Linked DNA regions of Mus musculus: all the other regions are linked to region 2. A link is a contact called in public Hi-C, HiChIP or PLAC-seq and promoter capture Hi-C data. All regions are on one chromosome and are shown on one strand. Each heading gives the region's core, a stretch centred on a gene start, on an enhancer-like site or on the middle of the called end of the contact. The rest is flanking DNA. Distances are from core to core; before and after follow the strand shown.

Evidence for each region. Promoter capture Hi-C pulls out the DNA fragments that hold promoters and counts their contacts. A called contact is a pair of places that touch in the nucleus more often than the background predicts. HiChIP or PLAC-seq counts read pairs in DNA pulled down with a chosen protein or histone mark.
Region 1: a contact with region 2 is called in a promoter capture Hi-C map of liver, with 4 times the contacts expected there. The contact joins the enhancer-like site here to the promoter of 4932412D23Rik in region 2. A contact is called at or near these places in 14 of 39 promoter capture datasets (the 3T3-L1 cell line, 3T3-L1-derived adipocytes, the HPC-7 cell line and 8 more), 4 of 484 Hi-C or Micro-C datasets (embryonic stem cells, muscle stem cells and uterus) and 14 of 115 datasets of contacts at active chromatin or transcription factors (the NIH/3T3 cell line, Th17 cells, astrocytes and 10 more).
Region 3: a promoter capture Hi-C map of hippocampal neurons shows a contact between it and region 2, with 5 times the contacts expected there. The contact joins the enhancer-like site here to the promoter of 4932412D23Rik in region 2. A contact is called at or near these places in 5 of 39 promoter capture datasets (the 3T3-L1 cell line, embryonic stem cells, hippocampal neurons and 2 more), 1 of 484 Hi-C or Micro-C datasets (muscle stem cells) and 4 of 115 datasets of contacts at active chromatin or transcription factors (embryonic hindbrain, large pre-B cells, memory CD8 T cells and 1 more).
Region 4: a contact with region 2 is called in a Hi-C map of B cells, with 18 read pairs. The contact joins the promoter of Tigit here to the promoter of 4932412D23Rik in region 2. A contact is called at or near these places in 10 of 39 promoter capture datasets (the 3T3-L1 cell line, 3T3-L1-derived adipocytes, cranial neural crest and 7 more), 1 of 484 Hi-C or Micro-C datasets (B cells), 2 of 115 datasets of contacts at active chromatin or transcription factors (bone marrow-derived macrophages and memory CD8 T cells) and 1 of 9 other capture datasets (adipose tissue).
Region 5: a promoter capture Hi-C map of liver shows a contact between it and region 2, with 7 times the contacts expected there. The contact joins the enhancer-like site here to the promoter of 4932412D23Rik in region 2. A contact is called at or near these places in 6 of 39 promoter capture datasets (the 3T3-L1 cell line, cranial neural crest, frontonasal cranial neural crest and 2 more), 10 of 115 datasets of contacts at active chromatin or transcription factors (astrocytes, bone marrow-derived macrophages, embryonic basal ganglia and 7 more) and 2 of 9 other capture datasets (adipose tissue and embryonic stem cells).
Region 6: an H3K27ac HiChIP or PLAC-seq map of neural progenitor cells shows a contact between it and region 2, with 4 times the contacts expected there. The contact joins the enhancer-like site here to the promoter of 4932412D23Rik in region 2. A contact is called at or near these places in 13 of 39 promoter capture datasets (the 3T3-L1 cell line, 3T3-L1-derived adipocytes, the HPC-7 cell line and 9 more), 3 of 484 Hi-C or Micro-C datasets (bone marrow-derived macrophages and uterus), 14 of 115 datasets of contacts at active chromatin or transcription factors (the NIH/3T3 cell line, VIP interneurons, embryonic basal ganglia and 10 more) and 2 of 9 other capture datasets (adipose tissue and embryonic stem cells).
Region 7: an H3K27ac HiChIP or PLAC-seq map of embryonic stem cells shows a contact between it and region 2, with 6 times the contacts expected there. The contact joins the enhancer-like site here to the promoter of 4932412D23Rik in region 2. A contact is called at or near these places in 5 of 39 promoter capture datasets (the 3T3-L1 cell line, the C10 cell line, cranial neural crest and 2 more) and 2 of 115 datasets of contacts at active chromatin or transcription factors (embryonic forebrain and embryonic stem cells).

Annotation. Positions count from the first base shown.
Region 1 is chr16:43,800,658-43,803,357 of GRCm38.p6, reverse strand. The region is part of intron 2 of Drd3 (dopamine receptor D3); the gene reads right to left. Among named protein-coding and RNA genes, the nearest start is that of Gm26074, 32 kb to the left of the region's middle. Within about 2 kb of position 1,412, at least 150 of the 459 cell types and tissues checked have an H3K27ac peak or open chromatin away from gene starts, as enhancers often do. A contact at or near this core is called in Th17 cells, astrocytes, embryonic forebrain and 7 more, where this site is marked.
Region 2 is chr16:42,874,135-42,877,017 of GRCm38.p6, reverse strand. It overlaps 4932412D23Rik (RIKEN cDNA 4932412D23 gene), which reads left to right and starts at 1,431. Exons shown (of 4, transcript NR_040521.1): 1 at 1,431-1,586. It also overlaps a transcript of Zbtb20 not described here.
Region 3 is chr16:43,708,712-43,711,508 of GRCm38.p6, reverse strand. No RefSeq gene overlaps it. Among named protein-coding and RNA genes, the nearest start is that of Tigit, 46 kb to the right of the region's middle. Within about 2 kb of position 1,543, at least 76 of the 459 cell types and tissues checked have an H3K27ac peak or open chromatin away from gene starts, as enhancers often do. A contact at or near this core is called in hippocampal neurons, memory CD8 T cells and pre-B cells, where this site is marked.
Region 4 is chr16:43,662,882-43,665,685 of GRCm38.p6, reverse strand. It overlaps Tigit (T cell immunoreceptor with Ig and ITIM domains), which reads left to right and starts at 1,502. Exons shown (of 4, transcript NM_001146325.1): 1 at 1,502-1,662. The coding sequence starts at 1,599.
Region 5 is chr16:43,609,200-43,611,899 of GRCm38.p6, reverse strand. Zbtb20 (zinc finger and BTB domain containing 20) reads right to left here. Exons shown (of 11, transcript NM_001285805.1): 10 at 969-2,573. Among named protein-coding and RNA genes, the nearest start is that of Mir568, 30 kb to the left of the region's middle. Within about 2 kb of position 1,284, at least 13 of the 459 cell types and tissues checked have an H3K27ac peak or open chromatin away from gene starts, as enhancers often do. A contact at or near this core is called in liver, where this site is marked.
Region 6 is chr16:43,590,762-43,593,461 of GRCm38.p6, reverse strand. The region is part of intron 9 of Zbtb20 (zinc finger and BTB domain containing 20); the gene reads right to left. Among named protein-coding and RNA genes, the nearest start is that of Mir568, 49 kb to the left of the region's middle. Within about 2 kb of position 1,256, at least 70 of the 459 cell types and tissues checked have an H3K27ac peak or open chromatin away from gene starts, as enhancers often do. A contact at or near this core is called in adipose tissue, forebrain, heart atrium and 2 more, where this site is marked.
Region 7 is chr16:43,859,586-43,862,349 of GRCm38.p6, reverse strand. It overlaps Qtrt2 (queuine tRNA-ribosyltransferase accessory subunit 2), which reads left to right. Exons shown (of 9, transcript NM_001356329.1): 9 at 1-943. Among named protein-coding and RNA genes, the nearest start is that of Gm25989, 26 kb to the left of the region's middle. Within about 2 kb of position 1,504, at least 3 of the 459 cell types and tissues checked have an H3K27ac peak or open chromatin away from gene starts, as enhancers often do. A contact at or near this core is called in embryonic stem cells, where this site is marked.

The DNA of each region.
Region 1 (2,700 bases), core at 163-2,662, 930 kb before region 2:
CACACCAAAATGTGTGGGCAAAAAAAAATTAACGGGTAAAAGAATCCAGACATGCTAAATATTCAGTGATGTGCTAACAATTCTCTCTCTTTTCCTCTCTCTTTCTTTTCCTCTTTCTTTCTTTTCCTCTCTTGCTCTCTCTGTCTCTCTCTGTCTCTCTCTGTCTCTCTGTCTCTGTCTCTCTGTCTCTCTGTCTCTCTCTCTCTCTCTCTCTCTCTCTCTCACACACACACACACACAAAGCCCCAATTTGTAACATGCATCAATTTTTGTTGCGCAAATACTCCCACCACTGCTCATGTCAAGCCACCACCAAAGGCTTGATTACCAACTTGAAACATTCCTGGAATATTGCTCTCACCAGCATGGTTCTAGCACACTAGTGGGAATGGCATGCTGTCTTAAACACACTTTAATGCTCATCAGCTCTTTGGAGGCTCCATCACTTCTATGAGCAAGAGACTATACTGAACGTAGCTCTTTTTATGAGAGGAGCCAGAACTTCAGGGAAGGCAGGATAGATCTAAAGTTTCAGACTGGAGTTGTCCTTGCAGAGCCAGGTCTCCCATCTCTAGGACCAGTGCCTTTGACAAGGACCCCATTCCCTGTCCAAGGCACATGTAGCTGTCTTAGCCCTGCAGGGAAACATGGGTTTGCTGGCATCCCACTTGTTTGTACTCGGGAGACCAGTGTGAATGCTCAGAACTGAACCTCCCCAAGTATCTTGACTCTGCTAATTGCCAGCGTGTTAGGGTGTGGGGAACGTGGGGGTGGGAGTTGGAGAGTGTGGGGGTGTACTGTTAAAATGAACGTCCCCAAGTTATTTCCCTAGTGGTTTCCATGAGGTACTTCTAAAGTAAAACCCAGAGACGTGTATTTTTAACATCTAATGTATCTTATTAGACAAGTCTGAGAGAGTCTGCATTAGGGAGAATTTCTGTCAAACCTTCTTGCTCACTTGGGGTAAGAGATGAGAGACAAGACTACAGTCTTTTATTGTCACAGTATGTTTTTTTTCCCCCCTTCTTCTTCTTAAATGATTAAGCCGTTAGAATAAATGAGGCCCCCTCCAGCATGTCATAGGTGGGTGGCTAAGACCTCGAGGCTGTTCCAAAATCCACCATTGGAGGGCACCAAAATGCAGCAAGAACTTCGCCAGCTCTGCCGGGGTGAGAAGTTCACGACTCACCTGGGGGCTCTCCAGGCTCTGTGGGGAGGCAGAGCCGGAAAACCTCCCCACTTAGTTCCTGGAGCCCTGCGAGGACCCCGCATTCTCACCCTGCGAGACTTGTTTAGCCTCTGGTTTCCTCTCTGAGCGATTTGCTCAAGGCCAACCGCGGAGGCGCTGGGTCAGGCTTGGCTTGGCGCGGCTTGGCTGGAGAAGGAACCCTGGCTAGGGCCACCTCCCTTGGAGGTGTTCCCAGTCCCACTCCCTTCTTTGTGTTGCAGCATCTAGTTCTTTCGGCCCTCTCTCCTGTAGAGTACTCAGCCGACCCGAGTGCAGTCAATGTTCGCTCTGGTAAAGCCCTAGGGCTGAAATCCAGCTTTGCAGCTAGCTTGTCAGACAGTGAGGCCCGCGGCTGGAGTTTTCTGACTCAAATTTTCTGTCTAACAGAACTGTTCACAGCTATTGAATGAGATTACATTTGTGAAGTTTTTTGTTTGTTTGTTTGTTTTTTAATACAACTTAAAATCCAAAAGGCAGTTCTTACTGTATCGCCATCATTATTGGGCTAGCCTAAGAGATTCATGATTGTTCTGTGTGACTTTAGGTTTTATGATTGTGATTTTTTCCCCCTCCTGGTTGTCAGGCAGTGCACATTAAATTTATTTATCAGACAAGTGTCGAGAACTTTCTTGTGTGAGCCACTGTTGAAGGGCTGGGGTAGTTGTTGATGTTAAACGGGCACAAGGAACCAAACAGCCTAGAGTCGCTTTGCTGTAAGGCTTAGATACTGAACTTGGCAGTGTGACTTAACAGCTAGGGGCCCCAGGGTGAGGCTCCAGGGCAGTTTATTGTAGGAGATATTGGCTGCACAAGCTGGCTTGGTGGCACATGCCTACAAGGTCAGCATTCAGGGGGTGAAGGTGGAGGCAGGAGGATCACAGACTTGTGTTGGTGGCTTGAGCTAACATAACCCTGGAGCTGTCTCTCCATGGAAGAATGCAAAGGTTAGCACATTCTAAGTGGTAGGTTCCATCCCCAGCCCTGGGGAAATAAAAAGATGGGCAGTGACTTTTGGTTCCATTCATCTATTACCTAATAGCTTTGTGATTCTAGTCACCCCACCCGTGTGTGTGTGTGTGTGTGTACATACGCATACGCCCACTGACATGTGCACATGTAATGGGACAATGTACCTACTTTGCTGGACTGTTTATAAATGATAGCTATATTTGTTTTTGTTGCCTGTGCATTCACACAAATTAGGATAACAGGAAATTATACTTCTAGTGGTGCGCTGCAGGCGTGACCTTCACAGGTGACCTTCCCTAACTTTTGTCAAGAATGGGGGACTGTCTAAATCTCTGGAAGATCAGGGTCTAGCTTGGGACTTGTGACGAGGGACAGCAGGACCTTCAGCACACATGGAGCGCCCTCTGATTCTCGGTCGACGTGGCCGATCGCTCATTAAGGTCTTAATATCATGACTGTCCAGCTGAAGCTATCATTAACCTCAAGTGGGGGGTTCTCGCCGT
Region 2 (2,883 bases), core at 182-2,681:
TTTCACTGTCTAAAAAGGTAACATGTTCAACTTAAATCTGGGCCAATGATTCTGAGGACTATACCATCAGGTGCAGGCTTCCAAATGTTTTCCCATGCCATTCAGATTTCTGCTGGAGAACTGTCTTGCTTCTTCAGACCTGATTTGACCCGGTTCGGAGTAAGAGATCATCAGATTACCGAGCTAGGTAGCGTAGCTGTACGCCATATTGTGTTTTTCGCTAATGTTTATAGTCTGTGTGTGTGCCTAGCATATGCTTGTGCAAGTGTGTTTATCAATACAACTTTTACGAAATCCCTGCCTCCTGCCTCTTCTGCATCCTTAGGAAGGGGAGGGGCTGAAGGGGGACACTGAGAGCCCCCCACACAGGGAAAAGCATTAAAACAATTAGAGGACCACATTTGAATGAACTTCAAAACCATACTCCTGTATTTGGGGATGGGGTAGGTTTTGTTATTTTGTTTTGTTTTGTTTTATGTCTCAAGGTATGAGAGAGCGTTAACTTTTTTTTTTTTTTTTAATGTTTCGGAAGGGGCCCAAAGGCTAAAGAGAGGAGGACAGGGTTCAATCCTTGCCAAGCCCCCCTGTCTACGGGTGAGAGCAAGGCAGGCTGGGCTACGCGCCCAAGCCCGGGTTCTCCGAAGCCAGTTCTCTGCGCGGGAGGAAAGCGACTGGGAGGGCGGAGGGAGGGAGAGGAGAGGGGCGGGAGCCGGCGCCGCCAACAGCTCCGGAGCCCCGGCCGGTGCCCCTCAGCTCCTCTTCTGGGAAGCCGCGACTCCAGAAGCGGGGAGGAGAGACTAGACGCAGTGGCAACGACCGGACGCCCCGCCCGGGCCAGCGGCGGACCCTCCCCGCAGGGTCGCGCGAGGCCGCCGGGCGGGCGCGAGGAGGGGCGGCGGGAGGGCGCGCGGGGCGGGGCGGGGCAGAAGCCCCGGGCTGCGGCTCGGAACTCGCGCCACGGCCCCACCCCGCCCCCTCCTCGGCGGCCCGTCACCCCCGACTCCCCGCGACTCGTAGACGCCCGGCCGCGCTCCGCACGCACACACCCCTCCCTCCCGCCCGCCCCACAACAAATTAGAGTTTTTGGCGTTACCTCCTCGCGCTCTTTAATCTTCTTTCCTCAACTCCTAAACTTCCCCCCGCCCCTACTTCTTCGGCAGAAGGCCCACATTGGGCGCCCGAAGCCGCGAACCTCTACCTTGTCCTACTATTGGGCGGCTCGCATGCCACTCGCTGCTTCAGCTGACCAATAGCGTTTGGACAGCCCTCGTGAGGTTGCCGCCCATAAACAAAATGCACTCTTCCTCCTCCCCTCCGCGGCTCCTCCCCTAACTGCCCCTTCTCTCATCTCTGTCATCTTTGATTGGCCTAGGAGACACCCAATCCGCTATCTCAAGCATCAACTGGTGAGCGGAAACTTCACTCAGAGCAGTTTTAACAGTCTATTGGTCAATGTTCTCAACTCTTCCCGCCCACCAGCGCCCTGTGTAGAGAGGCCAGCTGTCTCTGGTTATTCAGTGATCCAAGAGCTGGGAAACTATTGGTCGACAGAGGCCGTCAGACCGGACTGTAGTGATCGGTGATTGGTCAGTATAGGCACGATCAAGTTTGGTTGTTTACTCCTCCACTTCCCCACCCTCCTTTTCATCCACGTCCCCGCCCCCTCCTGACTGCTTTTACTTTCTACGCATTTCTATTTCCTCCTTTATTTATTTATTTGTGATAAACTTAAATGACCCGAGGATAGAGGCGGGACTCCAAGAGGGGCTAGAGGATGACGGGCGGCGGCCCGGGGCCAATTGTCGCGGGGACTGCGGGGTGAGGGGCAGCGGCGGCGGCCAGTGAGAAGCAGGTGTCTGCCGCGCGCCGCCTATGGAGCCGGGATGCCCCAGCGGAGGCGGCGGTTACCCGCTGTCTGGCTCGCCCAGAGGGGGAGGGGAGGGAAGGGGTTCAGTGCAGGGAGGAGGGGTGTCGTGGTCACGGGCAGTGGATGTCCTAGCGAGCAGGATCCTGGCGGTGGGAGGGACCGCTGGGCGGGAGGCGACCTGAGGCCCAGGGAGACAGAGAGGCGGGAGCAGTTTTAGGACTCCCAGGGAATGTGTTTCTACAGAAAAATACCGTGTAAAACCGTCTGCAGAGAGCCGCCCTTAATATCAATGAGGATTTATTATCCTACCGGAAAAAGCAGATTATGTTTCTTATTACTAAACGCCTGAAGTACTGACGACCCAACTGAAGCCCACAAAATTCAATATCCTGGGAGCTAGAAGGAATAAAGCAACACGGAAAATTAAATGCAGTTCAGATGCTTCAATAAAACCTTCATCTTCATCCATTTGTCACTCAGCATAGTACTCCCCAGAGCCAAATTCTAACAAATACTGGTCAGGCAAGGGCGGGGTGGAGGAGGAAGGGGGTGAGGCCTGAGGCCAGCAGGAAGCCAAGGATAGATTCCTGAAAAGAATTCCTTAAAAGGACTAAGATGGAAAAAAGAATGGCTTTTCACTCTACAAAGAAAAAGAATTCCTGCCAAAATAAGAACTAATACTTTTTAAGGAGCTTAATTTGTCACGAAAGGGATTTGTCAGAAACACCAACCATACAAAGAAACTGTATTTGTAGTATTGGTTATTAATACAGAAAATAATCTTATAGATTATAGACTTGAAAAATAGATTCTGGTAGACTTGAAGTAAGTTTAAGCCTGGATTTCACGTAGGTTTCCTTGACACACACTAAATACTTTGAACACCAAATGTTTGCTTTGACTAAGTAGAAGTCTGGCAGACCATAAGCAAAACAAAATTAGCCCTGACTTAAAAAAAAAAAATAGCACAAGGCCTTGACTTCATTAGTACATTAGGGCCTTTCTGAAGATTATGG
Region 3 (2,797 bases), core at 294-2,793, 830 kb before region 2:
ATGTTGACACAGAGTAAGACAGCAGCTTCATCCTGTGCTAGCTATGGGAAGAGTAGGTCAGTCAGGGGGTGGTGGTAGTGCACGCTTTTAACTCCAGCACTTGGGAGGCAGAGGCAGGCGGATTTCTGAGTTCGAGGCCAGCCATGGCTACACAGAGAAACCCTGTCTCAAAAAAAAAAAAAAAAAAAACAAACAAACAAACAAACGAAACAAAACAAAACAAAACAAAAAAGAGTAGGTCTATGCATATCCCCTGCACATAGGCAGGGGAGACAGTCGTGCCCTGAAATCTATTACTCAACATCAGCCTCCCCTTTAGATGTGGCCACCACTACTCTCATTTATTAGTCGCTATTACTCTACGGCGATTCTGCCAAGATGACGTGGGGTGGGATGGATTTGGAATGGAACTGTTAAGCTGTGGGCGCCTGCATAACCGGGCGCAGAGTCAACAGGCAATTCTCTGTCTCCCACCTGAGCTCCATTTCAGAGGTGGGGCTACCCGGGATGATCTACCCCACCCACCTTCTTCCGCAGTTCCTTGAGACACTCTCATCTTTTGCACACAGCCGCAAGGAGTCCCGTTCATTATCAGAGTCAGCCGTTGCCCATTATAGGCGGAGTGCTCCCTGTCTCAGTTAGGAAATACCGAATGGTGCTGAGAGAAACTGGAGTGTGATCCCAGGAGCAACAGCAACAGGAAGTCACGTGTTTGGACAATATCCACCCCATCCTTCCCCGCCAAACCAGTGAACCGAAAGGGTGGAGCCCAGCTCGACTTTCTGTCACAAAGGCAAGCATGGATGCAGATAATAACTTATTTTCATTTGTAATCACTTTTTTTTTTGGTTTCCAACTGGCAAGCTACAATGGGCTCGAGGGGCAGGTCTTCTCGGGAATGGTGGGGAAAGGGAGAGAAGGTATCAGCAGGCAAAGGGAATGGCAGCTCAGGTGGGGCACAAATAATTGATTTTTTTTTTTGAATAAAGATTTCAAATTCTGTTCTTCGTTGCCAAGGTGGAGTCAGTTGCCCCAGTAGCTTCTCTCTGGCCCCATCTTAGGAGGAACTGTACAAAGTCAAATCACCCGTTTCATCTAGACCAAAAGCATAAAGAGAGATGACAGTCAATCAGGATTCTGCTTGATTAACATCTCGGGAGTTAACTAGAGTCTTCAGAGATGCAAATAAATAGCTCAGGGACTGGGCTCTGCTCGCAAGCCTGACCTTGTCACCGTTCAGGCATGGAAGGTGAAGGGAGGATTTTAAGTGTCTTATTCCTGTGTGATTACAATTGTACCCTTCACAGGACATGACAGTGCTTTTTTGGCATTCGATTATATTTTGCTGTATATGTGCACGCATACACACACACACACACACACACGAACAGAGCTAGAATTGAAATCATCTCAAGTGAGAATTCTTGTGATGCATTTAAGGGGCCTGCGTTTGACAGGTTGCTACCTAGTTATGGACTAAAATCTCACCAGGCACCCCATAGCTTATCGCCTGTCATTTCAAAACAAAGACATCCTGTTTCCCCTTTCTGTGTCACATCTCATCGACTCATTCTCCGCAGACTCTTACTTTCATTATAAGCTCCGTGCACCTCCCTGACTTTCATCAGATGAGAACTTGAAAAAAAAAAAAAAGAAAAAAAAAAAAGGAAAAAAAAAATCCATGTTTTGACTTGGGCTCTAGGTGTTATTCTCTCAGTCCAGCTTGAAAGAAAAAAAAATCCCATCCCACGAGGGGCAGGCCTGCCTCTCTGCCACCACTTGGGTCTCTGAAGTGTGTGAAGAAGAGAGGAAGAGACAATTAACACTCAGCACCAATCTGCATTTTCTTTTTAGCTGCCATTTACACGCTGTTCAGGTTTTGAAAACCAGCATTTCATGCTACTCCCTAGAGAGCCAGCCCCAGCTTCAGCAGGATCCATCTGCACAGCAGTCACATTGCCGAAATCTTCAGCCAACCCAGAACTCATTTATTTATTTTTTGAAAAAAAAATGAGAGAGAGAGAGAGAGAGAGAGAGAGAGAGAGAGAGAGAGAGAGAGAGAGAGAGCAAGTGAGCTAGCAAGCTGGGTGAAAAGAATAGATGAGAATCTAGTAATATTTAACGCACATGCTTGACCAGTCTCTACGCTGGGCCAGGCAGGGGTGAGTCGGTAGACCTTTTTCTTTGATCATCTTCTAGATTAGTATGAGCAGCGAGCAAATGAACAGGAGCCTTGTGACAATAAGGGATGACAGGCGACGAGGTTGGAGGCAGGAAGGACACACTCGATAAGTTTCGAAGCTGCCTGCGTGTCAGTGCGCTCTTGCTGATGGGGACCAGCACAGAGAAAAAGCCAGACTGGGGCGGCGCTACTGGTGTGAGAATTATGAGGAGCATGTGGAAGCGGGAATGTGGACCACCAGCTTATCAGGACGGGCGAGCTTGCTCTATTTCCCACAGCCCCACCCACCAAAGGTTGAGCACCAAAGCAAAATAGCTTTCATAAGCGTTGTTCTCGTATCATTATTATCTTTCATCACTGAATCCACCACCCCTGGAGGTCACCTAGTCAACGGGCACAGCTGGCTTTTAAAGGGGGCTGAGTCACTTGGTGATTGGCGAAATAGAGACAGGGCAGTCATATTTTACCCGCTTGAAGGCATCAGTTGATCTCTCTGGGGGTCAGAAAGAAGTGTTTTTCTCATTTAAAAAAAAAAAGTCTTGGCAGGATAGACTAGGTAAATGAAGAAAAAAAGAAGAATGTACGGTTAGCTTTTTGATTTTTCATGAGAACACA
Region 4 (2,804 bases), core at 253-2,752, 790 kb before region 2:
CTCAAGTTGTCATGCTTGGTGATGCCCACCCTTAACTGCTGAAGCATCTCTCTGGGCAAGAAGTCTTTAACTTTTCCCTTCTAAAACCAACTCTTAAGTTTTTTGCATTTTCCAAAATGGGACAAATCTACTTTCTTTTGTTTCTACACACATGATACAAAAGCAGACTGTTAATTTTGTAGCCTTTTTCTGGGTTGTGTTCTTCCCACCAGCCCTTGCCCCTGTGGTTTTTCTGTCCAGGTAACCAAGTTTGGCAACTCTCATCATGTCTAGCCCCAGCATTTTACCCTGAATACATATTGGATCTTACTGTTTCTTTGGCTAAAAGGCATTCAGATGTTAAAAAAGTGGTGGAGAGGCTGGCTTTGGTGGTGGTGCATGCCTTAAATCCCATCACTCAGGAGAGAGAGGCGGGCAAGAAGATCTCTGAGTTTTTAAGCCAACCTTGTCTACAGAGTGAGTTCCAGCTCAGTCAAGGCTTCCCAGAGAAGCCCTGCCTCAAAAACAAAACAACAACAACAAAAGTGGTGGAGATGTATTTTTTATGTAAGCCTTGAAGGCTGTGGAGAAGCTGGTAAGTCAAACACTGTCTACAGGTCTAGAGGAGGGGCCTAGGGTGCATGAGTCACTGTGTAGATTTGTGAATGAACAGAACCCAGGATGGGGAGGAAGCTGATCAGAGACAGAGGGACCCTGCATACAGAAGAGAGGGACAGAGGCCTGGCTGTTGAGAATCATTTGTGCACTGGTGGGATGGGCAGGGCATGAGGCTTTGGATGTCCCCTGGTGAGAATAGAGATCTTCAGGCTGTACATCATGGGGCATGGCCAATACAGCTCTGCCAAGAGCCCAGGCGATAGCTGACGGTGTCCTCTCCATCTCCTCTCCCAGTGGCTTTACAGAGACGAACTTTGGTCAACTCTTGAGCGCTGAGCAATTCTTTGCCGACCCTCGTCTCTTCAGAGCTTGTAGGACCTTTTAAATGAAGGAAAGGATGGAGGGAGAAGGGGAAGGAGAGAGAAAGAAAAGATGATGTCCTAGTTTGGTTTCTGTTGCCGCTGCCCTGACAAAAAGTAACTTAGAGGAGAGGGGGCTTATTTTAGCTCACAGGGCCAGGTTACAGTCTGTTACTGTGGCAGGAACTTGAAGCAGCAGGGCAGGGCAGGGCAGGGCAGGGCAGGGGAGGGGAGGGGACTGACTCATCAGAAATACTTCTTCAGAATCCTGTGCGTCACCTACCCTTGAATGCTTTAGATAAAAGTTGGTGTTTCAAAAAGTGCATCAAGAGAACTTAAAAACAACAGATCGGCTGGCTACCCAAGTAGTCAATATACGAGTTGCCCAAGACCCGTGTATCTCTAACCACATGTTTTATTTGTTTTTACAGTGTGTTTCCTTCATGGCCTTTCTTGTGGCTCACCCTATGTGGCTTTGTGTACTTGTTAAGAAAACATTACACGTTTGACACTGCTCTTACCTAAGTCAGTTTTTCCGAGACCCTCTTTTCACCAGCTTGGTTTCACCTTACAGCTGCAGTGAGCCAGTTTCAGTTGGAGGAGAGGCCACATCCACTTTGCTGTAGGCCTCTGGTTAGAAGCATGCATGGCTGGCTGCTCCTGGTCTGGGTCCAGGGGCTGATACAGGCTGCCTTCCTCGCTACAGGTAAGGCTTGCAGACCTAGCAGAGCAGAGACACCTAGCTTGGCACAGACACCAGGATGCTCAGGTAGAGAAAGCTCTAAGTATATGCCTAGGCCTGTATGTATGTCAGCTTCTGTGTATGTATGTGGTTCTGAGGCTCTGTGTGACCACATGGTAAGAGGCAATCGCTGAGAAAGGGATGCATACACGTTTGGGATTGCAGAGGAAGGACTTCATAGATCCTCTGGGTTAGGGACTCTGACTGGACAGCTGTTCAAGAGGGAAGCTGGGGAATAGACTAAGATTGGGAGCCAAGAAATCTCCTGGAAACCCATTTCTCTCCTGCTCCATTTTCTTTTCTGTTTCTGAGGAACTCCTAGAACAATGTTCCAGTTAGTTCTCTGTTGGTCAGAAATACCTGCTTCTCAGATTTTCATAGTCTACCACTAATATGAGAGACTAAATTCTGTTGTTTCTATTCTATTACAAATTGTAGATAAACATTTCTGAGGGAAGGAAACAAAATATTTAGAGACTATACTACAAATTAGTTTAAAGGCTGAACTTATAAGACTGAAGGTAGAGAGGAGCCAAGGTGGGGCAGGCTGGTAGGTAGCAAAGAAGTTGGCTTCATCTAGGAGAAGGCCTTTCTTCCCCTCTTACCTCTCCTCTACTGTCTTCCCTTCCTCTCCCCTCCCCTTCCTTCTTCTCCCTTCTTCCCCTCCCCTTCCCTCCCCTCCCCTCCCCTCTCCTCCCCTCCCCTCCCCTCCCCTCTCCTCCCCTCCCCTCCTATTTTCTATGTTTCCCTCCCCTTCTCTTCCCTTCCATTACTTCTCCTTTCCCTTCTTTCCCTCTTTCTCATTGTCCTCTCTTCCCCTTCCCTCTCTCTTTTGCTTTAGTTTGTTTCTTTGACAGATACATGGTCTTTCTATGTTTCCAAGGCTGGTCTGGAATGCACTATGATCCTCCTGCCTCATCCTCCCATGTACTTGGATTAAAAATATATGCTGCTACTTCTGGCTGAGAAGTAGATTCAAGTTTCCTTTCTCTGTGTTCTCTCTCTCTCTCTCTCTCTCTCTCTCTCTCTCTCTCTCTCTCTCATTTTCCTGACATCCCAAATGCCAATCAAATAGCCCAGTTCTATTTTCAAAACATAGGGCTAGA
Region 5 (2,700 bases), core at 35-2,534, 740 kb before region 2:
GGCAGCCTCTGAGGTTTGGAGCTCTTTATCTCTGGAGTGGTAGGATCCAGGGAACCACTATCTTTTCCAAGTCCTTGGGATAGTATCTTCATGAAACTATCCATTCTCTCTTTAAAGACCCCTAGTTACAGGAGCCCAGTTCCTTTGGAGAAGCAAACAGTTCAGAGTACCTTGGACTCTTCAACTTCTTTTATTTATTTGAAAGACTTCCCATAAAGCTTTCAGTGGCCCAATTTTTTAAAAATTAATTAATTAGTTAATTAATTAATTCATCTTTGGAACAGAATAAACTTACTTTCTTCTTTCAGCCATCTAAATACTGCTAATAATAGCTATAACTATTTACTATGCTAGCGACATCTTTAAGTCATATATGTTAATATAGTTCTCAGAGGCAGCACAAGGAAGGTATGTCACTACTATTCTCTATCTATCTATCTATCTATCTATCTATCTATCTATCTATCCATCCATCCATCCATCCATCTATAACCATCTATTTATCTATTATCTATCTATCCATCTATTTATTTATCTATTACCTATCTATCTATCTATCTATCCATCTGTTTATCTATCTCTCCCCTCCTCCCTCTGGAAGTCAAAGTTTAAAGTATTAGGTAATTTCTACCAAGGTGACACAGTTTGGTAGTAAGTAGCTGGGCCTGAATTCCAAAGAGCAATTTCTTCCTCCAAAGAGCAAGCTTTGGACCCACACTATGTCATCTCCAAAACTCAGGTACTTGAATTTAGGTCACTTTTCCCATAAAGGATTTTTGTGACTTGGGAGTACTTTATTCTTATGATAGGTACAGCTAGACTTCTTTCTAAAGGGGGCCCATGGTGGGGTTTCTTTGGGATCTGGAAGATGACATTATCCCTTCCCTTCTATGCATCATCTTGCTCTGTTGATTCCACAGTTGACCCTCCACACCCTGCTGCCAAGCCTTCAGAGAAGGGGCACTCACCTGTATGTACGAACATGTGCTTGACGTAGTTCTGTTTGGCTGTGAAAGTCTTGTTGCAGAGAGTGCACTCATAAGGCTTTTTGTCGCCTTGCCCACTGGCTGTGCTGTGGCCTGCAGATGAGGCCAGGGGCTGTGGCGCTGGCAGCTGTGCAGTAAAGGTGGACAGACCGGGCTGGGACACTGTCACAAACTGGGTCTGCTGGCCTGTCAGGGGCTGCGGCAGGCTGAAGAGAAAAGGCTTGGGGCCACTGCCCGCGGGTTGGGTAGTGAAGAGGGCTGGCAGATAGGTGTTGCCAGCGGTGCCAATGACCTGTGTGTTGCTGGTCAAGGTCAGAGGCATCCTCAGGTTGCTGGTGAGGGTTTCTGTCTGGCGTAAATAGAGCTGGGTACTTGGCAATGGCTGCCCGATGGATGTGTTGACTGAAGGCTGCTGTAGGACGCCCTTATCGGAGCTGTTACTGACAGTGATGACTGTGTTGTCCATCTCTGACTCGTTGCTTCTCTCAGGAGAGGAGGCACCTGGTTCTAGCTGGTTTGGCTGGGCACTGCTCTCAGCTGGGGCTTCTGCTGCCTGCTCAGGTTGGGCGGGTTCTGCCTGACCGTCCCTTGGGGCTGCTGCCCCAAACTGTTGCTCCACTGAGTCAGGTTCGGTGCCGATGGAGGAGCTGACCCCAGAATCAAAGCTTTCACCTTTGGGCTCGCTCTCAGTGCCCTCTGCTTGGTCAGTGTCTTCTGTGCACTCCTCGGATTCATTGCGTTCTAGGATCTGCACCCTTTGCTGCCCATAGTAGTCATAGTCATCTTCCATTTCCTGCTTGATGTGGATGTTACCCACCAGGGTCTGGATACGCACAGGCCGGGGCTGCTTCCGGCAGTGCGTGGTCTCAGGGGTGGTGGACAGGTAGCGCTCCATTTGCTGGGAGCGCTCATGAATGCGTGTGATCCAGCTAGGGTCTTCCATGTGGTGGTCACGGGGCAGGCCGAGAGCTGTTTCGTGGTGGCTGACCACTGCACCACTGTAGAAGGAGCGCTCGCCGCTGCCATTCTGCATGGAGCAGGCGTAGAGTGCGGAGTAGATTCGGTCCACACTATGCTGTGGGTGGCTCTGCAGGTAGCCTGATTCCGTGTCACTGCTCTGGCCAGATGTGCCTGACTCTGGTGTGCCTCTTGGTGTGTCCTGGCCAGAATCCTGGATGCCTGGGAACACATCGCCCACGTTCTGTGACACGATGCGAGTGCACTCATCTATGACTGTTTTGATCTGCAGGATGCTGGCGGCTGTGAGGATCTGCAGAGCTTCCGACTGTGAGACTCTCAGCACACCGCTGTACATGAAGTCAATGAGCTTTTGCACCGATTGTACGGACACCACCGACGGGATTTCGATGTCGCTGTAGCCCAGCAGCAGCTTGTCTTGGAAGAAGGGGCTGCCGGCTGCCAGCACGCAGCGATGTGCGCGCAGCATGCTCCCGTGGATGCGAACCGTCACGTCACAGAAGTGGCCACGGTTGCGCTGCTCGTTGAGGGTCTCGAGCACGGAATTGCTGAAGTTGTGAAGGTTGATGCTGTGAATGCGCTCGGTCATCCCCTTGCAACTGATGTCACCTGTAGTTTAGTGAGGCAAATACAAGACAGGGCACACAGTCATACATAGCTGATGGCATTTCTAACTCAGGTCTTAGAAGAGTAACGCTAGAACCACCCACCTGGCAGATGCACACACAAGCGGGGA
Region 6 (2,700 bases), core at 7-2,506, 720 kb before region 2:
TTCTTCCTCTTGGGTTTTGTTTTTAATTTCCTTACTCTCTCATTAGTTAATAACCATGGCTCTGTCTTCACCATGAACTTATGGTTTATGAACTTACCTCACTTCTTTTAAACCACACTCATCTGTTTATTATTTCTGATCTCTGTTAAGTTATTCTCAACTTCCTGACTTCATCTGTCCTAAGAAATATTCTACTAGGCCCTTCTGCCACTGACGATTCAGTGGATGCCAAAGATGGCGAGCCACGTTTATATGAAAGGGAAAGAGACACCTAGTCTGGAAAGTGAGGTAGAAAATTATCAGGCTCCACTCTTGCCTGACCCAGGGAAACCAGTGCTTGGTAGTAGATGCTAGAAGCTATCTATCAATGGGTGCTGACAACAGCTCTTTATATTTATGTTAACAGTGTCGGGGATTGTTTAGAATATTTTCACTTGCTGGCCACTGGGTGTCCTCATTTACAAAGTAAATATGCAACATTTAGTGCAGGTCACCAGGGAGAATAAAAGCCACTAGTCTTCTCTTTGGCTTTTCACATACTGGGTCTAAATTTATTGCTAAACTCACAACCAGGTTGTATATTAGTAATGTTTAAAAGTTTTCAGGTCAAACTGTTAAAAGTTTTTAAACCAAAAACAAGTTATTCAGTGTCCAGACAGGAATTTAAAAGGCTGTTTCTTCACAGAAGGGACTGTGATGCAGCCATTAGAATGAGCCCTTATTCCTCTGAAAACTGGCATGAGACTGTGACTATCTGCAGAGATCCAGCATAGAGAAGCAGAGAAGATCTTAATTTATTCTCAAAAAGAGAGAGAGAAAATACCAAATATCTCTATGGGATATTTGTTAGATTCTTCTTCTTTTTTTTATCTTGACTTTTCTGAAAAGTAATTAAAAATAATAATGAGAAAGATAAAATATGTCCTTTGTCTGAGAAGCCCAAAATAATGTAAAAAATAGCACAACGTGCTGGGTCAGCATCATGACTATTAATCATTTCACATTTGAAGCCAGAGAACAGAGTCGGGCCTTTGTGGACCAGTTATTTCATCTATAAATGAAGATGTTTATGCTCCATGGGGTTGTCTTGGGAGAAGCCAAGCAGAGTCCTAAGGCACACTGGGCTCCTGGGATGAGAGACTGCATATGAGAGGGGCTGAGGACATTAATAACATTCTGTGGTTGCATCACAGCTGTGGATGACTTCGCTCTGATGGCAGATACGAATCAAGGCCAAAGCTTGTACAGCCAACAAATATTTCCTGGCTTGGTCATTCTAGGGCTCTGAGGTCGACATGCTCTTGCAACCACTTTCTATGCGTGCTGATCTGATTTTCTGCTTTTCCACAACTCTCCCTGTCTCCTCACTTTGCTTATAGTAATGAAGGAATTCTTTCCTTTTCACGCCAGAAAATATTTCTGCCCTACAATCCTGCTAACTCCTCAAAGTGGAGACAGAGCTACTATTAAGAGTAGAAGGGGACTTGCCTTCAAATGTCATACTTGGCTAATTAGCTAATCTTTCTCAAAAGTAAACTTCGCTGGGATAATTTTTTCACTAGTGTACATCTCTGCTTAATTATTATTCTTTGGCATGTCATTTTGGTATATAAATTATCAACATGATCCTGTGCCATAACTGGTAATTTATACAGATAATATCAGGGAAAGAGGAAGCTCTCTGAGCTATTCACTGCTTTTCAGAGATAGATGGTCTTGCCTTTGCTGGCTTTGCTTACCAGGGTTTTTGCTTGTAAAAGACCACCCACTCCTGCTGCCAGGACAGCAATCTATGGCTCTTAATCAATAGTTAAGTGCACAACAATGCACAATAGCTGGGTCACTCTCATCCTGTGACTGTACAAAAGCTTCACAATGCCTTTGCAGTAGATGGAGAAGTCTCCACTTTAGTTTAAAGATCTTTAAGTTCCTAGGATTGAGACTATTTTCCAAGTCTTTAATTAGTAGAGTCATGTTTGAACTACTGTAACCTCGAAGACACATATCTGCAGAGTCCTTCTGATCATATTTTACCCTAAGAGCTTTCCCACTTTGGCTTCCTTGGTTTGCTCCTCTAATTTCACTTTCAAAACTTCTTGAGGCTCAGTGGCTGAACACTACACAGCATGGGCCTTATCTGATGTGCCGGCGCCTGGTGTGGCCTAAGACACACTGGTGTTTTGTTCTTACAGTACGGAACTGATGTTCTGAAACCTAGACTCCAACACAAAGCAGATCATTAGCTCATTTAAGTGTCTCTTTCTTTCCTCCCAGCCTCCTCCTACCCACCCCAATACTTCCTTAGTCTTATGTACTGGCAGCAGATGGCAACCATATTCCAAAGCTGAGTATATACAAAATCATGCCATGGAGAACAGAGTGGCTTCAAAGTTAGCCTTTCTATTCAAGTGGGATGGCAGAGACTTCTGGAACAGGGGACTCATCTCTCGTTCACTTAATCCTCTATTCATTCAGCCAGGAATTTGTTTTCTTACACATCTTTCTACTGTCCAGCCAGTTGAAGGAGGGTGGGTGTGAAGCAACTCTCTTGAGGGCCCCTCCAGCAGGAGGGCCCTAAGATTCTATGCCAAGCTCTTATTTCCCTGGGCCAGCTCTGCCTGCTGCGGATCCAATCATGCCATTCCCAGGGGAGGAGCTCTGGAGCATTGTGTGTGGGGGCTGGATTTCTCAAGAACCATC
Region 7 (2,764 bases), core at 255-2,754, 990 kb before region 2:
CTGGCCTGACAGCAGATCGGTTTCCATTCCACACAGCTGTAAGCTCAGGCAAATGCTGACTTTTCTGTGTCCGTCCCCTCGTGAGTAAACAGGGACAGGCATCGCAGGTGGAGGCAGAATGTTCAGAAGCTGCGTCATACTCTCCATCCTTATTTACTAAGCTCTGTCGGCCTCACCCCTTCCCCACGTTCTTTCTTTTTTTGTTTTTGTTTGTCTGTCTGTTTTGTTTGTATCCAGCCATAAGATTGTCCTGTGGATTTTGAAGTGGTTGGTGAATTGGCATTCTTCTGACCCTGAGGCTGGTTGTCCCTCCGGGGTTCTCTGTAATTCTGTATTTTTGTGGTGGCATGACAGGGCTTTTTTTTTGTATGTATCTTTTCTATATTTATCAATTTTTTTAAGGAGTACACAAAACATATATGTATATACATGTAGTTTTTATAAAAATAATACAATTTAAAAGATTCATTTTTGTAGGTGTAAGAAATGCATTTCTTATATTTGTTTGGTTTCCAATTTATAGTGGCCATTACTGAACATTGTATGTAGGAATTATGTAATTACTGTACTTTTATGTGCTGGAAATCCAACGTTGTTTTTCCTTTTTGTGGTATGACTTGTTGATGAATGCAAGGGATTCATAGAATGCAGACGCAGAGACAGAGTTTCTGTTCTCAGTGATCTGTGTTGAATGGATTTTGTACTTGTTTATATGTTTTATCCTTGGCCAAGACCAAACCCATTATTGAAGGATTATTAGTAAATATCTAAGAATCCATATAAATTTATGAGTTTTATTTATGTCCAAAACACTGAAAATTCTGTTAAACATTGTTCAGTTCCCTGGGTCTTTTTCTTATTAGCACATTTGAAAAAATTGTTTTCTTTTATGTTGTAAATGTATGAAGGGCAACAGCCAATAAACATTTTTAATTAAAAAAAACCCCGCTGTGCATTGTTTTTTGTAAATGGTAGTCTATCTACTAAAGTATTAAATTTCCATGGCACAGAGACTATCCTAAAGATTTCTTATGGGAAAAGCTTGCTTCAGATTTTATCATTTGTGTTTATAATTCTTATGTTTAAAATCTTTATATAATATAAAGAATTTTAATGTTAAGTTTGAAGGAATGTTGTCACTCAATATACATTACCTGCCTCTCTACATTATATATAGTGGATAAAAAGCTATGTTAGTGTATAGTAAAAGTAACTTCACAATCTCTGGAGTAGTTTTTGGGTCCTTTTCCTTCCCCCTCCCCCCTCCTCCTTTCCCTTTCCCCCTTCCTTCTTTGAGACAGGGTTTCTCTGTGTAGCCCTGGCTGTCCTGGAACTCACTCTGTAGATCATTTCTCAAACTCAGAGCTCTGCCTGTCTCTGTCTCCCAAGTGCTGGCATTAAAGGCATGGGCCGCTGCTGCTTGGAGTTCCCTCCTTCCGCTGTGTGTGTTCTAAGAATCAAGCTCAGGTTGTCCGCTTTGGCAAGTGCCTTTACTTGCTGAGTCACCTCAGTGCCCCCCTTTGGAGCACTGTGCCAGACAACTTAGCAAATGCGCCTGTAGCTCACTGTTATCCCCGTGAACTGAAGCTTGGTAAACAATCACTTCAGCCTGCCTGAAGGTCAAAATTATGTCACTTCTCAGCTTCCAAGTTAAATTCTAGCTTCCCATAGGTAAAGGACAACTGTCCACCACTGTAGCAAATTCTTATGAGTACACAGGCGTGGTGGCACCTGCCTGGAATTCTAGCACTTGAGATGGGAATAGAAAGATTATGATTTCAGGACCAGCCTGGGCCTCATAGCAAGACCCTGTCTCAAAGCTGTCTCCCTCCTCATCCTGCCTCCATGCTGTTTTGACTTGCTTCTGATTTGAAGGTACTGAGACAGTCACGACTGAATCGATGGGACTATTCCAGTGGGAAGAGTTATCCTGACAGATGTGTCCACGGTACCATGCTAGTGCCTATATGTGTTCAAAATGAACTGTCAATCAGTATCCCCAGCTAGCTACATACACCCTGAAGATGGCTGCAAGGTTTGAGTCTGATTATCTCAAATGAATGCAGTGGTCAGTAGTAGACTGGGGGTTCTTATATATTGGGGATAGAGATACTTCGTTATTCTCTGGAGCAAAGTAAGGAGAAAACTTTTTTTTTAAGCCAATACTATAATTAAAGGCATTTAATACAAAGTTCAAACAAAGATCATCAAAGGGACTACACTAGAATGGAAAGTGACTATCTTATCAGGAATTATTTTCCTATGGAGGCAGCATGAGGCTAACTGAGCAATGGAGTTAAATCACTATCCTGTGCCTCCCTGATTAGAAGCAGGCGCTCTCCACAGTTTGATTAGTCCTGCTTGTCACTGTGGGCTTTCTGCTTATTAAAACTGGCAGTGCCATGTGTGTGTGTGTGTGTGTGTGTGTGTAGGTCAGGGAGCCTAGAAGGTCACATTTAACACATGGATTATGTGTTAAATGTTATGTTATGTGTTAAGATTATGCTTGATTTGTTTGGTAGAATTGGTGTTCATTTGATTTAGTTATTTGTATTTGTGTGTGTATACACACACACACACACACACACACACACACACACACGGCTCCACACAGCATGAGTGTGCAGGTCAGAGGACAACTTGTGGGACTTGGCTTTCCTTCCACCACATGGGTTCCAGGGCTCAAACCCAGGTCATCAGGCTCGGTAGCCCCTGAGCCACCTCGCCAACCCTGCGGCTGATTTGCAATATTGAATTTGAACAT